2 separate regions of the Mus musculus genome follow, and region 1 is linked to region 2. Evidence: chromatin contacts called from public promoter capture Hi-C data. All regions are on one chromosome and are shown on one strand. The core of a region is the stretch at or near the end of the contact, and the rest is flanking DNA. Distances in the headings are between cores, read along the strand shown. Region 1 holds the start of Padi1 (peptidyl arginine deiminase, type I). Region 2 holds the start of Padi3 (peptidyl arginine deiminase, type III).

Region 1 (6,570 bases), core at 2,651-5,150, 35 kb after region 2:
GGCCCCCAAGGGCTCATGGGAAGTACTTGATAGTAATGTTTCAAACCCAGAATGCCTGGAGTCCTGCTCTCAGGGTGCATTTGGAGGCCCAAACTCAGATGCGTCTCTTCTATGAGGCCAGGTTGTCTCGTGTCCACAAGTCCCAGTTTTCTCAGTGCCAGCCCTGACTTGCTTTCTCCAGCCTCCTGGCCTTTCTCCAGCCAGCTGAGCACGGTAGGTGACAGCTGTGTCTGTGGAGCTGAGGGAACAGGCCTCTGAGATAGAGAATAATTCGGGTCTCCCGTTTTGACATCCCTGAGGATTGAACCCAGGGCCTCCCGCATGCTCACTCTACCACTGAGCTACACAGCCAGCTCACTTTTTACTTTTTATCTTCAGACAGAATGTCACACAGTTGCCCAGGCTGGCCTTAGACTTGCGGTCCTCCTGCCTCAGTCTCCTAAGTGGTGGAATGACAGTGTGGCTCCGTGTCCGGCTCGATGCTCTTTATGCTGTGGGGATGCCCACTGTTCACTTACTGTTCTACCCCTGACAGCCCTCAGGGGACCAGGGGACCAGAACAGTGCTTCTTTCCTCTGTGGCCTCATACAGTCCAGGAACTCAAAAAATGGAATTGTTTGAACGTCACCTCCCAACAAAGGTGCTCTTCCTTATGCAGGTACAAGGACAGGCTGGAGTGAGGAGAGCAGGTGCCCAGCCTGGTCCCAGCAGCACCTGCAGCCCGTCAGCCCCTCAGACTGGGATCCCAGCTCTGCCTCCCCGTGCTCCCTCGAGGCTGACAGCACTTATTTACCCAGGCGGGGAGAGTCAGACAGATACACTGTAGGGCATGGTTGGTTTTGGAATTCAAGAAGCCCAGGAGATGCTCAGGCCTGGTCCTTCCTGTAGCTCATCGGAGAGTTTCATGCATCCCGCCCACCCCTCCCCCCACTGTTCCGCCATACTCCTTGCCCTAAATCCCCGAACATCTTATTTCACTTTGCTGAAAGTAGCCCAACGGCCTGAAGGGGTCAGGGTGCTGAAGCAGGCAGCCTATTGGGGATGGGAGTTGATGTGGTGAGATGACCCACCAGGAGAGAGGCATTAAGCTAGCCCTGTGGCTGTAGGACGGCCTACAGCCCCTGTTGAGACTAGTTACCTCATGGCACACAATTAACCCCACATACAAACATTTTTTCAAATTGCCAGGCCATGTGGCCTCTGGGGAGATTAATCATTTCCTCTGATGTCACCTTATACACTATCATCTGGAGGTTCAAACTCTGGGCAGCTCAGATGACCAGCATACCTCATACTTGGGGGGATCTTCCCCAGGCTTATCAGCAAGCAAGACCAGTTTTGAGCCCCTTGGCCTCCACTGGAGCCAGTCACCAAGCAAAGGGGTGGAGGAGCCCCAAGTTCATCACACCATCATGTGTGGCCTGGCTCTAACCCAGCCCCTGGGGGAGCCTCAGGCTCCTGGAAGTCCCACTGGCTTGTCCATTCAAGGTACCTTTCCCACTGCCACTGCCTCTGGGCAGGAGAATTCCTCCTCGGTGTCACAAAGTGAATTCCTGTGTCCCTTGTAAACTCTGGATAGCTGTAATGTTAGTCAGCGCTCAGGTACAGAGCTGACACTGTAGTCCCTCCCAGAGTCAGTCAAGGGACACCACAGCCAAGGCAGGGCCAGTCACACTGAAGGACAATGCTAAGGGCTTGGTGTCCCTCCATATACCCTGTGCTGACCTTGTCCTTTCCCTCCTCCAAGGAGTAATGGAAAGAACAGATGTGGGAGTGGCCACAGCTGGCACAACCTACCACAGACAAGCACAGGCAGGTCTCATTCGTCCCCCCCAACCCATGATGGTGGCACTGTTGAGTTCACTCGGAGAAGCAGAAGCAGGCTCCCAGAAGGGCAGTGTCTCGCCGGGGTGAGACCACACAGCCAGGGACCAACAGAGCCAGGATGCGCACCGCACCGGGCTGCATATGTAACCGCCACACTGAACTTCAGAGGGGCCCAGATCATCCAATCAGGACTCAGAGCCCTGGGCAATGAAAAGCCAGGGACTCTAGAAGTTAGCTGTGGTGGGGGTGGGATGGGGTGGGGTGGGATGGGGGTCAGGGGAGGGATGGGGGTGGGAGGGATGGGACCAGATGGGGATGGGGACCGGATGACAGAAGGTAGACCTGGCACTCTGCCAAGTGCCGTAGTAGAGTAACCCAGGGCTGAGGTTTGGAAGAACCTTTCTAGAAACAGCCTTATCCCTAGGCGAGAGCAGGGCCCTGGATTCAGGCAGGCGGGACCCACGCATGGGCTCTCCTCCCCTGACATCAGTGTCAAAGCAGACTGCCAGATGCAGCACAGGGGGGGGGGGTCTCAGCCGAGCTTCAGCTCAGCTGCAGGATGCAGGGTACGGATGCTCCACGCCATAGCCAAAAAAAAATTCTGGGGGCTGGTCCCGAGGTAGAACATTTGTCTAGCATGTGTGAAGGCCCAGGGAGCACCAAAAATTCTCTCTCTGTCTGTCTCTCTCTGTCTGTCTGTCTCTCTCTGTTTCTGTCTGTCTCTATCTCTTTCCTTTCCCTCTTCTTCCTCCTCCTCTTCCTCCTTCTTCCCCCACCTCTCTTCACTCAATGTACCCTATTCATTAAATCTAGATTCGTATGCTAAACGGGCAAGAGTGGATATAATTCCATTAGCCACTCTGGTTCCCAGTGGAGGGTAGTCAAAGTCTGGCCTCCAGAGTGTCTGTCTGTCCCTTCCCATCCCTGTCCCCGGGACCCTACAGCATTACAGTTAAGACAAAAAGCATCAGTGAAGTTCAGACAGGCAATGGGTACAGCGCTCCCCCATTTGCCTGGGCTAATGTAGGACTGAGCCCCAAGGGTGAGCTGAGTTCAGATGGTGCCTGGCAACTCCCGGCCCTCAGCTTCCTGTGGAAGGCACCTCACCTAGAGCTCCACAGGCCTCAGAGATCACCAACTTCCATAGTGATCAGGTAAAGAGCTGAGGCTGCCGACCAGGTCCCTGCATCCCTATCTAAGCAGAGCCAGGACAGGGAAGATTTGGGTCGATGGGGAAAACTGAAGTCATGGCTATCTTATTCAGATGTCGCTATTGCCGCCATCACAACCACCATCATCACCACCACCACACCACCATCATCACCATCATCATCACCATCATCGTCTCTTGCCAGCCCAAGTCCCAGGCTTTGCTCCAGGATCGCTTCTTAAATTAAGTCATTGAGTTATGCCTTGACCACTCCCTCTTAATCCCAGTCACTCTGGTTGTCCCTGGCTGGCCTCCAAGGGTCAAGATGTCACATGCACACCCCTAACCGCAGAGAGGTGGAAAACTGGCAAGACGTGGAGGGAGGAAGGGGGGCCCAACCCTCTTCCCTGGCTCCAGCCCCACTTCCTTCTGCTGCTCCATTTGAAGACTGTCATGTAGAACCCAGACAGAGCTTGGTCCCAGGACTCAGGGTCATCTCCTGAGCCCACCTTCATTCATCCAGGGACTGGACCCAATGTCCTGACCCCAGTGCACTGGGCAGACCCAATTTCCTTCCCCCATAAGCTCTGAAGGCAGCTCCACCATCTCTGGTGTCTGACATCACCCTGCCAGCTCCCCTCCCCTGCACCCTCTTTTGCCTGCGGATCCCCTGCCCTGAGAACAGGAAAGCATCCCGGGTCTTACCTATAGACGTTCACCAGTGTCTCCACACCTACCACGCACACAGCGTGAGTCGGCTTTCTCAGAGACAGCTGCACAGCTCTCGGGGAGGCCATCCTGTGTCGAGCTTCCAGTCTCCTGGTCGGGTCAGCTTGGGTGCCCAGCAGCCACAAGCCCCAGATGCTCCCCGGCTCCCCAGATCTCCTTGGGGACACCCGGCTGCCGGGTAGGAGCGTGCCTTCTGATGGGCTGGAGCTCTCTCCTCCCTTTTAATTTCACCCTGCAACCTGGGGAGCCTGCCTGAGCCTGGTCCCCACCTCCTGGCTCCATGCCCAGTCACCTAAGTCATGGGCTGTCAATCTAGGAGGCTGGGAGGGAGGTGTTTGAAACTCTCTGTGGGGTGGGAAGGGGACCTGAAATCAGCCAGGTTTGGCTGCCAACAAGGAGGCTCAGAGGGTCCCAGCCTTGCCACCCAGCCTCTTGGTGCCTGAGCCCACCCTGCGACTGCCTCTCTGAGGGCTCACACTAAGAAATGTGTAGATCCTATCTCCCGACTGAGGCAGTCCAGTCCTCAGGGCATTGTGTGAGGTTCGAATCCAAGGCCTGACACTCAGAGGCTCGAGAGCTCCCCTGGACTCAGTGACCCCGTGTGTGTGACAGCTACTGAGACAGGAGGACCTCACGGGGTGAAAGTTCAGGGTAGTGGGAGAGTTAGCCTTGTCTAAAAGAGGTGCTGGCAGCTAGTCAGGCCTCTAGTTACATTGCTAGAGAGTGGTAGAGCTGCCTGCGCACAAATCCACCAGGAGGTGATATGCTGGTACCCAGAACTCAGAGGTTCCCAGAAATCAGAGGGCACAAAGTCAATGAGCGATCACCTTGACCATGGGCTCGAAGTGTTAGGTCGAGATGCCCCACTCTACCTCCTTCCTTCACTTACATGTCTTTCTTCTTTCTTTCTTTCTTTTTATTTTATTTTTTATTTTTATTTATTTATTTAGTTGTTGTTGTTGTTCCTGGAACTCACTCTGTAGACCTAGCTGGCCTCGAACTCACAGAGATCCACTTCCTCTTCCTCTTTCTGCCTCTGCCTCCCAAGTGCTGGGACTAAGCCTGCGCCAGCTTACCCAGATCACTTACCCGTCTTTCACTCCCACAGTGGCCCTGTGAGGAGGGACGGAATCGTCCTTATGTGATCCTGGAGAATGGGGGCGTCTCGGGTGTCTTACCCAGCCTTCCCACAGGCAAACAGCAAAGCGAGTTCCACGCGTGGCTGACGTCACGTGACTACGGTCTACACAAACCTGTTGGTGCGCTGCCCCTAATATCATCTTCCTGTGCTAGGAAACTTATTTCTTTAAAGTTGAAAATGACCCAAGGGGAAACATGAGGAGGGTAAAAGTTACATAGAGCATGTGCCTACTAATTTTGATGTAGATCATGTTTGGGTATCTGTGTGTATGAGAGAGACAGACAGACACAAGCACGGGTATGGACACTTTTGAAATGGTATAATAAATGTCCTTCCTTCTTTCCTTCCTTCCTTCCTTCCTTCCTTCCTTCCTTCCTTCCTTCCTTCCTATCTTCTTTCCATCTTTCCTATCGCATAAAACTGAGTGTCACGGCAGTGAATGCCTGCATCTTCGACAGGAGAGGTCAGGAGTTCAAGGTCATCCTGAGCCGTGTAATGAGTTTAAGTCTGGTCTTTCAACAAGGAAGGAAGGAAAGAAGGAAAGAAAGAAAGGGAGAAGAGTATATAGGGAAACTCTTATCTGAGCTCAGGAGGCAAGTTCTGAGACGTGGAGTGACAAGGTCCCAGATGCCCTGTGCTCACACAGGTGTTGCTGGGCTCCTGGGCACTCTTCCCTAGCAGAAGCAGAGAAGTCCAGGTCCCTTGCTCTGAGGACTTGATGGGCTAGGAATAGACACCACCCAGAGGCAAGAGAGATGATGTTAGAGGCTGCAGGCTCTCCACCCTCTGGGCAGAGGTGATGGTGCCCTGATCCTGGGGTGTCATTGGAGTGAGGAATGGGATGGAGAGCAGGTCTTGAAGACAGTGCAGCTGATGGTGTCAGCTGGTGAATTGGAAGTTTAATAGGAAGAAGATTGCAAGGATGGCCACAGTGTTCAGGGCCCGAGTGATCAAAGGGATGGTGTCTTGGTTGGATGGACAAGAGACTCAGTGTGGGTCTCGGCTGGACCATTCTGTTGTAAACAGGAAGATACCACAGGACTGCTGATAGGAGAGGGTGAATAGCATGTCTTCTTTGTGATGAGGGCCAGGGTCCAGAGAAACACATCTCTGGAGCCACAGGACACACCTCCCAAGCAGGAGACACACAACCAAGAATCTCCTGTCCACAGGCAGGGGACGTCAGAGATGCACTCCCAGCAGGAAGCCTACCCAGCAGCCCGATGGAGGTTCCTACCTCAGGAACCAAGGGAACCAGGAAACAAGCAAAGAAAAATGCCATCTACTTTTATTTGGTTCCCTTTTCCAGAATGATCTTCTTTGCTGCCAGCACATCTGAGTGTAATATTGTGGCCTTAAAAGCTCATGATACTGTAGGCATCAAGACTAAGCCTCAGTTTGCCCTCCAGGTACAGAAGCCAGCAAAACTTCAGGAGTGGCCTTTCCACATCCCTTCTTCAAGCCAAAAGAACCAGGACCCCGTCATTTTGTCTAAGCTATCCTAGGGATAGAAAAAACGTCCACTGTCTATAAATAGTGTAAAGACTATAAAGGAAGTTCATCTGAAGACCAGAGGCTTCCACTGAGGAAGATTGGATGGATGGATGGATGGATGGATGGATGGATGGATGGATGGATGGATGGACAGACAAGTAGATCGATGAACTTATGGATGAGTGGACAAATGGATGGAGGAATGAGTGAATGATCAAATGGGTGAATG
Region 2 (6,543 bases), core at 1,363-3,862:
GGATCTTTCTTTCTTTCTTTCTTTCTTTCTTTCTTTCTTTCTTTCTTTCTTTCTTTCTTTCTTTCTTTCTTTCTTTCTTTCTTTCTTTCTCTCTCTCTCTCTCTCTCTCTCTCTCTCTCTCTCTCTCTCTCTCTCTCTCTCCTCTCTCTCTCTTTCTTTCTTTTTCCCCATTTCTCCATCTCCTGGTCCTACCCAGCTGATAAACGGCAGGTTTGGGAACACTTGAGACTTTCCCCAGACTCAGGGCAGAGCCATAAAATAATGGAAATGATTTCTGTGCATGTTAGCATTGGCTCTGCGCTCTGTAGTCTACATGCCATCTCTGCCCTCCTCCCAGGTCTCTCTGAAGAAAGAACCAAACAGTTCAGACGGCCTCATGCCTCTCTACCAACTGGCTACGCCACCTCTGACAGGTTAGTTAACCTCTCTGGGTTAACCTCTGAGATGGCGAGGCCGCTGTGGTAAGCTGGGGCATCTGGGTAAAATACTCAAGACGACGCAAGCCACCAAGAGCCCACTGCCCAGTCACATCACTGGTTCATCACATTACAGAGCCAGAGGCAGAGTCCCCGGGGAAAGAGCGTCCCAAGATGAGGCAGCTGGGAAGTACCAGAGCCAGCGCTGAGCCACCATCCTGCTGCTCCTGGTTTGTAGGCTAGGGCTAGGATCCGGGAAGAATACCCTAAGATGTCCAGTCTTGCTATCCCCTTCCAAGACACAAGTCGCGGGCTGTAGAGATGGCTCAGCCATTCGAGGCAAGGCTCACAACCAAGACACAGGTCATCTCTGCAACCCTCACTGGACAGCGCCTGGCCGACACTAGAACAACCCTTCACTTCTGAGCATCCCCAGGACGGCTGTACACCAACGCTCAAAGAAGCCCATGCCCCGTGAGTGTGATACTCTATTTCCCAGGGGGATTGGCCATCACTATGTGCAGAAATCCTAGAAAACACCAAAGCCCTGCCACCACCCATGACTGCCCCATCCCCAGTCTTCTTGGTGAATCCCCATCATGGCCCTAGTCACTCAAGTTACCCCCAGCCCAGCGGCTTGCCTCCCACCCAGCCCATCCTCCACCCTCGAAGGCACCTCTGAGAGGAGCAGGAGAGGGAGGGGGAGGAGAAGCTATCCCCAGCTCCCTGGACAAGTCAAACCGGAGATATATCTACCCAATGGGCACAAGGCAGCTGGGCAGTGAGTCACCCCTATGGGCACGCAGCCCTGGAGCAGGCTGTGGCGCCAGGCAGCATCCATCCCACTTCCTGTCCTGCCCGAATCTTTGGAAGCTAAAGCTACAGAGACTCCCCTCTGCATATCTCACAGTCCACCTACCCGCAGCCAGGAGCTAGCTCCTGGCATGCAGCTTATCTCGGACTTGGTTATCTCCTGTGACTGGCAGCTCACTCCTTCCCTCCCTACCTCAGACCCCAACCGATTTCACTCCACACTTGAAACTCTTACTTCTGGATGTTTGTTCTCAAAGGGTGTGAAACTTTGGCCCCTGGGGCATACCTGACAACGTCTGAGTTTTGGCTGGCCCAGCAGGGTTGGGAGCACTGTCGGCCCCTGGCAAATGAAGACCAAAGATGATTCTCACAGTGTTACAGTGAGTGGCACAGTCCCGCAGGGACTTCTGGTGGCCCAGTGCTGAAGCCACATCCAAGATGGGGGCAGGAAGGTCTGAGAGGTGACACCCTGATCCCTGCATCCTTGGAATCTCCTCAGCTCAGTCTCAGAGCTGGGACTCAAAAGCCTAAGAAACCAGCCCCGGTCCTACAAAACCCCTAGCCAAGCCACCCTGGCCCACAGCAGCCACAGCGCATAGGTGATGAGTGACCGTGGATCTGAAGCCCTGGGGCTCCAGGGGCTGGGCAGCTAGACACGAAGTCCTTAGTAAGTCTACAGTGGGCTCAAAGCTCAGCTTTGCCTCCAGGTGACATGGGCTAATGGCTCAACCTCTCTGTGCCACCACTGGTACTTTGTGAACATCACCTGAGATAGTGTTAACGTCAGGGCTCTTGTCAGGGTGGAGTCTGAGAAACTGTGACCAGCTCTGGGGACAGAGCTTGGCACCTTAAGTGCTAGGTCCGTGAGTAGATGTGGCCTTTTAAGAAATGACTTGATTCTCCCTGTGCTCATAAGGGGTTGGAGGATGAGAGTTCAGGTCCCTTCCCTTTCTTGTGACCAGTCTCTTCTAAGGACCCTTAAACCGAGAAATGAGCCCATGGCCCCAGAACTGTCTAAGTCCAATGTACGGAGCTCAGCTCTGCCTGGATCCTCAGGTTCAAAAACCCTGCTGGGAACGGGGCTGACTGCAGGAAGGACCCACGCTTCCCACAGTGGGCAGAGGTTCCCAGGTTAAGACTACAGATGAGGCACCGTAGGCCCAGCCTGTGCCCTGAGGAACACAGCTCCTAGCCGTGAAGGCCCACGGACTCCACACGACGAACCCCAGACCCTCCAGAACCAACTCTTACCCATAAATGTCCACGATGGTCTCAACCCCTGCCACACACACAGCGCTGGTGGGGTGCTCCAGAGACACACGCACAATCCTCTGTAGAGACATGCCGGCCTAGGATGGGGGCTTTGGCCACCAAACCCAGCACTAGCCAGAGGTCCCCCAGGATGTGCCTTTAAAGTACCCAGCTCCGCCCCTCCAGCTCAGGGCGCAAGCTTATTGGCTCTAGCTCTAGAAGCCCAGCCTCTTCTCAGAGGCCAAAGAGCCAATCCTCTCTTCAGGACTGGCCGGAAGGGTTCTGATATTTGCATATGAACCTGGGGCTCCCACCCCAGGGCACCCAAGGAGTTAATTTCTACCTAGAGAGAAAACAAGTCCCCACAGGTGCTTGGCCAGCACATCTGGGGTGGTTAGGGGGAGGGGGAGGGGGAGGACACGCAGGGGAACCCAGGGCTTTGTCCTGGCCTGTCTCTGTCCTCTTGCCTCTGTTTACACTGCTGGAAGGGCCGCTGAGGATGCAGGATGCAAGGCCCCACTTCACCCTGGTGCAGGCAACCGGAAGTGCAGGTGGCCCCTGGATGCTTCATGCAAACCTATGAGAAATGTTGGTCTTGCCTCGCTCCTCCCCCTCTCCCTCCCCCTTTCCCTCTTCCTCCCCTCCCCCCTCCCCCCCGTTCTTCCCCTTCCCCCTGCCTCTTCCCCTCCCCCTTCTCTCCACCCATCTTCCTCTCTTTTTATTCTCTCTCTCTCTCTCTCTCTCTCTCTCTCTGAGTCTCAAATACTCCAAACTCACTATGAGGTTAACAACAGTCTTAAACCTCAGATCCTTCTGCCTCCCAAGCGCTGGGATTACAGATCTGCACCACTCTACTCCATTTTATCTGGTGTTGGAAATCACACCTAGAGCATTGTGTGTGCTAGGCTCTACCAACCGAGCCACATCCCCAGCTTCGCCCCCCTCCCCATCTATATGTATTTCTAGATCGGTCTGATTTTTACATTTCTGGGAGAGGTGGTGCCCACCTGTGCCGTGGCACCTGTGCAGAGGCTGGAGGACTTGTTTCCTCCTACCAGGTCCATTCCAAGTCGTCAGGCTTGGTGGCTAGCACCTTTACCCACTGGGCCACCTTCTTGGACCTCTGCCCGCCTTTCTTAATTAAAAGCTTGGGTTGTAAGACTAGAGAGAGAGTGAGCTTCCTCCTACCTCAGGGTCTTCCTGGTGGCACTTCACACACACACACACACACACACACACACCTTACTTCAGCCCACCACCACCACCAATTGAGCCCTGGCTGAGGGGATCACAGCTGGGCAGTTGTAACGTGGATATGGGCTCACTTTCCTAAGGCTGATGTTGGAGGTCAAACCCTCCCAAGGGGGTAAATGATACAACAGTGACCAATGTCATCAGGACCAAGAATATCAGCGTAGGTTGCCCTCTTGTAGATGGGGAAACTGAGGCAAGAGGTATCTGCAAGAACAAGGACTCTGGGCAGGGGAGTCGGGTTTGATCGGCTGCACCACGTACTGACGGGATTCCATCTCTTCTCCTGGGGCTTGTTTCCTCAGGTCTAGAAAATGTGGCCAGTCACCCGCTCGGGCAGAGATAATGGCTGTGGAGGCTCAGAAGTGCTGAGTAGAGTCCCTCCTCCCAGCTGCTGCCCCCCCAGGGCAGGGCAGGGACCAGAACCCACTCACTTCCTAGGGTCCTCCATTTGCACCAGTCGGAGGCTGACATTTGGAGCCTATGACTGTCCCCTCTGCGGTGGCCCAGGGTATGGAAAGGGCATTCTCCAAAGCAACCCGAACCCAGGGCATCTGGTTTCCAGCAAATGGCGTCAGTGTTAGATAAGAACCAGCACGCTTGATAAAGTTCCAGACATCCTCCCTGACTGTGGGGGATGGGTGGAAAGAGTGGGTAAGCATCCTCCAAGGGTGCTGGCACATTGTGCTGGGGACCTGATGAGCCTTGTGCTAAAATGTCTGTCAAAGGGAATAGTCTGAGATCACAGCAAGTGTGTAAGATGAAAAGAAGCGATGTTTCCGAAGATCAGACCACCAGGCCTAGGGAACTCAGCACCGGAGTCAGGGCTACGGAATTGCGTTGACCTGTCCTGGATCCCGGTGCCTTGGAGCATCGCCCCCTTCTGCCAGCCTCCCCACCTCTTTCCATAAAACCAAGGGAAGAGGAGAGGAAGAGGAAGAGGAAGAGGCAGGTCCCTCCTCGATAGTATCTCAGGCAGGCGGGGGGGGGGGGGGCGGCGCGGGGGAGTGGCCATGGATCAAGGATTCTGTCGAATCAGCGGCTGTCTGGCATTCACCTGCCTCAGCCCAGGAAGCTGCTCAGCTGACAAGGGCCGCCTGAGGCCCTGCTGGCACCGAGCCTAGGGATCTGTGCTAGGGTGTGGAGATCAGGGAAGCTGGCCCCTCATTTTCTTATCCCTCTGTCGGCCCAGGCGCAAATGAGGCAGCCAGTTAAAGAATGCACAACGATGTTTTTATTGATGAGAAAGACGGTGGCCAGTCAGCCAGGACCCCAGACAGCCTGAGCGGCAACTCCAGAGTCCCCATCATGTGGTGCTGAAGACTTGCTCCCATGGTCGCCTGTCTCCTCTCCTCTTCAGAGGTCGGGCATCGCCCCAACCCTTCTCATCCTCCTTTATCTTCTTCTTCTCCTTCTCCGTGTCTCAGCTGCAGCCGGGCCATGCTCATAGAGGAGGCTGTTCGTGCAGAGAGCCTACAAATGGGGTTCCAGTTCCACAGACCCTTCTGGAAGGGGGAAGAGCCAATGCCTACTAGGCCATGCCTAGCCTAACACTTTCATGGAAGCCTTCGCTAACTGAGTGTCCGCCGGTTATGAAGTGACAGCAGCTGCCTCAAGTCTGGGGTGGCACCAGAAACTACTAAAAATACCAAGACAGAATCCAGTGGCCTGTGGTGGCTCCTGGACCACAGGAGGAAGATGGCAGGCCTCTGCCAGCCATGCCCTGCAGCTGGGTCTGCCTGCCTGCTTGCCTCCACATGCCTCTGTTACCTCAGCTGGTGCTATTAGCCTCCAGGCCAGCTGTCTGTCCTACTGGGGGTGGGGGTGGGGGACACAGGCCTGCCATGGGGTTTACTGGGGCAGTACAAATGTTGTGTAGGGTCCCTGGCTGCTAGGGGAGTGTGGGCCCTTCCCTCCCACTGCCTGCAGCAGGATCGGGAGTAATTAGAGACTATTAGAGGAAATTAGGCCTCACCTCCAGATGTAACTTAATGACCTACCCCACCCTCTCCTAATACCTTGGGCCCCACCCCCTCCACATCTGGACCAACAGCCTTCAGGTTCAGGGGCCCTAAACACCCAGCCACGAGTCCCAGGCTTCCAGGTTCCCCACCCCAAGATGGGCAAGCTCTCTGCTTTCCTGGTCCAACCTTCCTGCCCACCCCCACCCACGCTTGCAGACTTACGACGGGCTCCCTATGGCCCGCGGCATCTTCCAACAGGAAGCACCAGGGCTCATAATTAAAGGCTGCTCCGGCAGGTAACGAGCATCCTGCAGAGGTCGGACTGGATGGAGTTGAGCATTAGAGGGGCTTTTGTGCCTGCTCGCTTTCAAGGACTGAGTTTTCCTGCCCTTGCTTGCCTCCGTTGAACTGAACGGTGCCAGAGGGCCATGGCCTGAGGTCCTTTGGGAAGAAGGACGCCCCAAATCTTCCTTTACATCTTACGCAATCCAGGAGTCATATGAAACCACGGTGCTCTTGCCCCAGGGTCCTGGCAAGGTGGGCATTTCGTTCCAGAGCTATTTTTCTCGGGTTTCAGAGAGGTGGAGGGTTGGGGGTGGGACAGCTCAAAGTGGGGCGTGGCTGCGGAGGCCACACCTTGAACAGGCTCAACTTCCGGCCTTGACCCTCTCAGGGCTCTAGCTGGGAATGGGAGAAGGAAAAGTGGCGATAGTCTCCAGGGCAGGGCAGGCGACTCCAGGAACGAAGAAGTGTGTTGTCCTCCTGGCGCTCAGCTGACCACAGTAGCCAGCCCACTTTCAGGCCCAAGGAGGGTGGAGGCTGGTTCGTGGCCCTTGCCCTTGCCCTGG

Evidence for each region. Capture Hi-C pulls out chosen DNA fragments and counts their contacts.
Region 1: a promoter capture Hi-C map of adipose tissue shows a contact between it and region 2. The contact joins the promoter of Padi1 here to the promoter of Padi3 in region 2. A contact is called at or near these places in 6 of 39 promoter capture datasets (the 3T3-L1 cell line, 3T3-L1-derived adipocytes, the SN4741 cell line and 3 more), 1 of 15 datasets of contacts at CTCF or cohesin (CD8 T cells), 5 of 484 Hi-C or Micro-C datasets (the G1E-ER4 cell line, the HL-1 cell line, bone marrow-derived macrophages and 1 more), 4 of 115 datasets of contacts at active chromatin or transcription factors (embryonic stem cells, pancreatic cancer cells and vascular smooth muscle cells) and 3 of 9 other capture datasets (adipose tissue, liver and pancreatic islet).

What each region holds. Positions count from the first base shown.
Region 1 is chr4:140,841,878-140,848,447 of GRCm38.p6, forward strand. Padi1 (peptidyl arginine deiminase, type I) reads right to left here and starts at 3,901. Exons shown (of 16, transcript NM_011059.2): 1 at 3,683-3,901. The coding sequence starts at 3,774.
Region 2 is chr4:140,808,036-140,814,578 of GRCm38.p6, forward strand. Padi3 (peptidyl arginine deiminase, type III) reads right to left here and starts at 2,613. Exons shown (of 16, transcript NM_011060.4): 1 at 2,481-2,613. The coding sequence starts at 2,572. It overlaps Gm13032 (predicted gene 13032), which reads left to right and starts at 2,958. Exons shown (of 3, transcript NR_045944.1): 1 at 2,958-3,068; 2 at 5,159-6,232. It overlaps Padi1 (peptidyl arginine deiminase, type I), which reads right to left. Exons shown (of 16, transcript NM_011059.2): 16 at 4,946-6,543.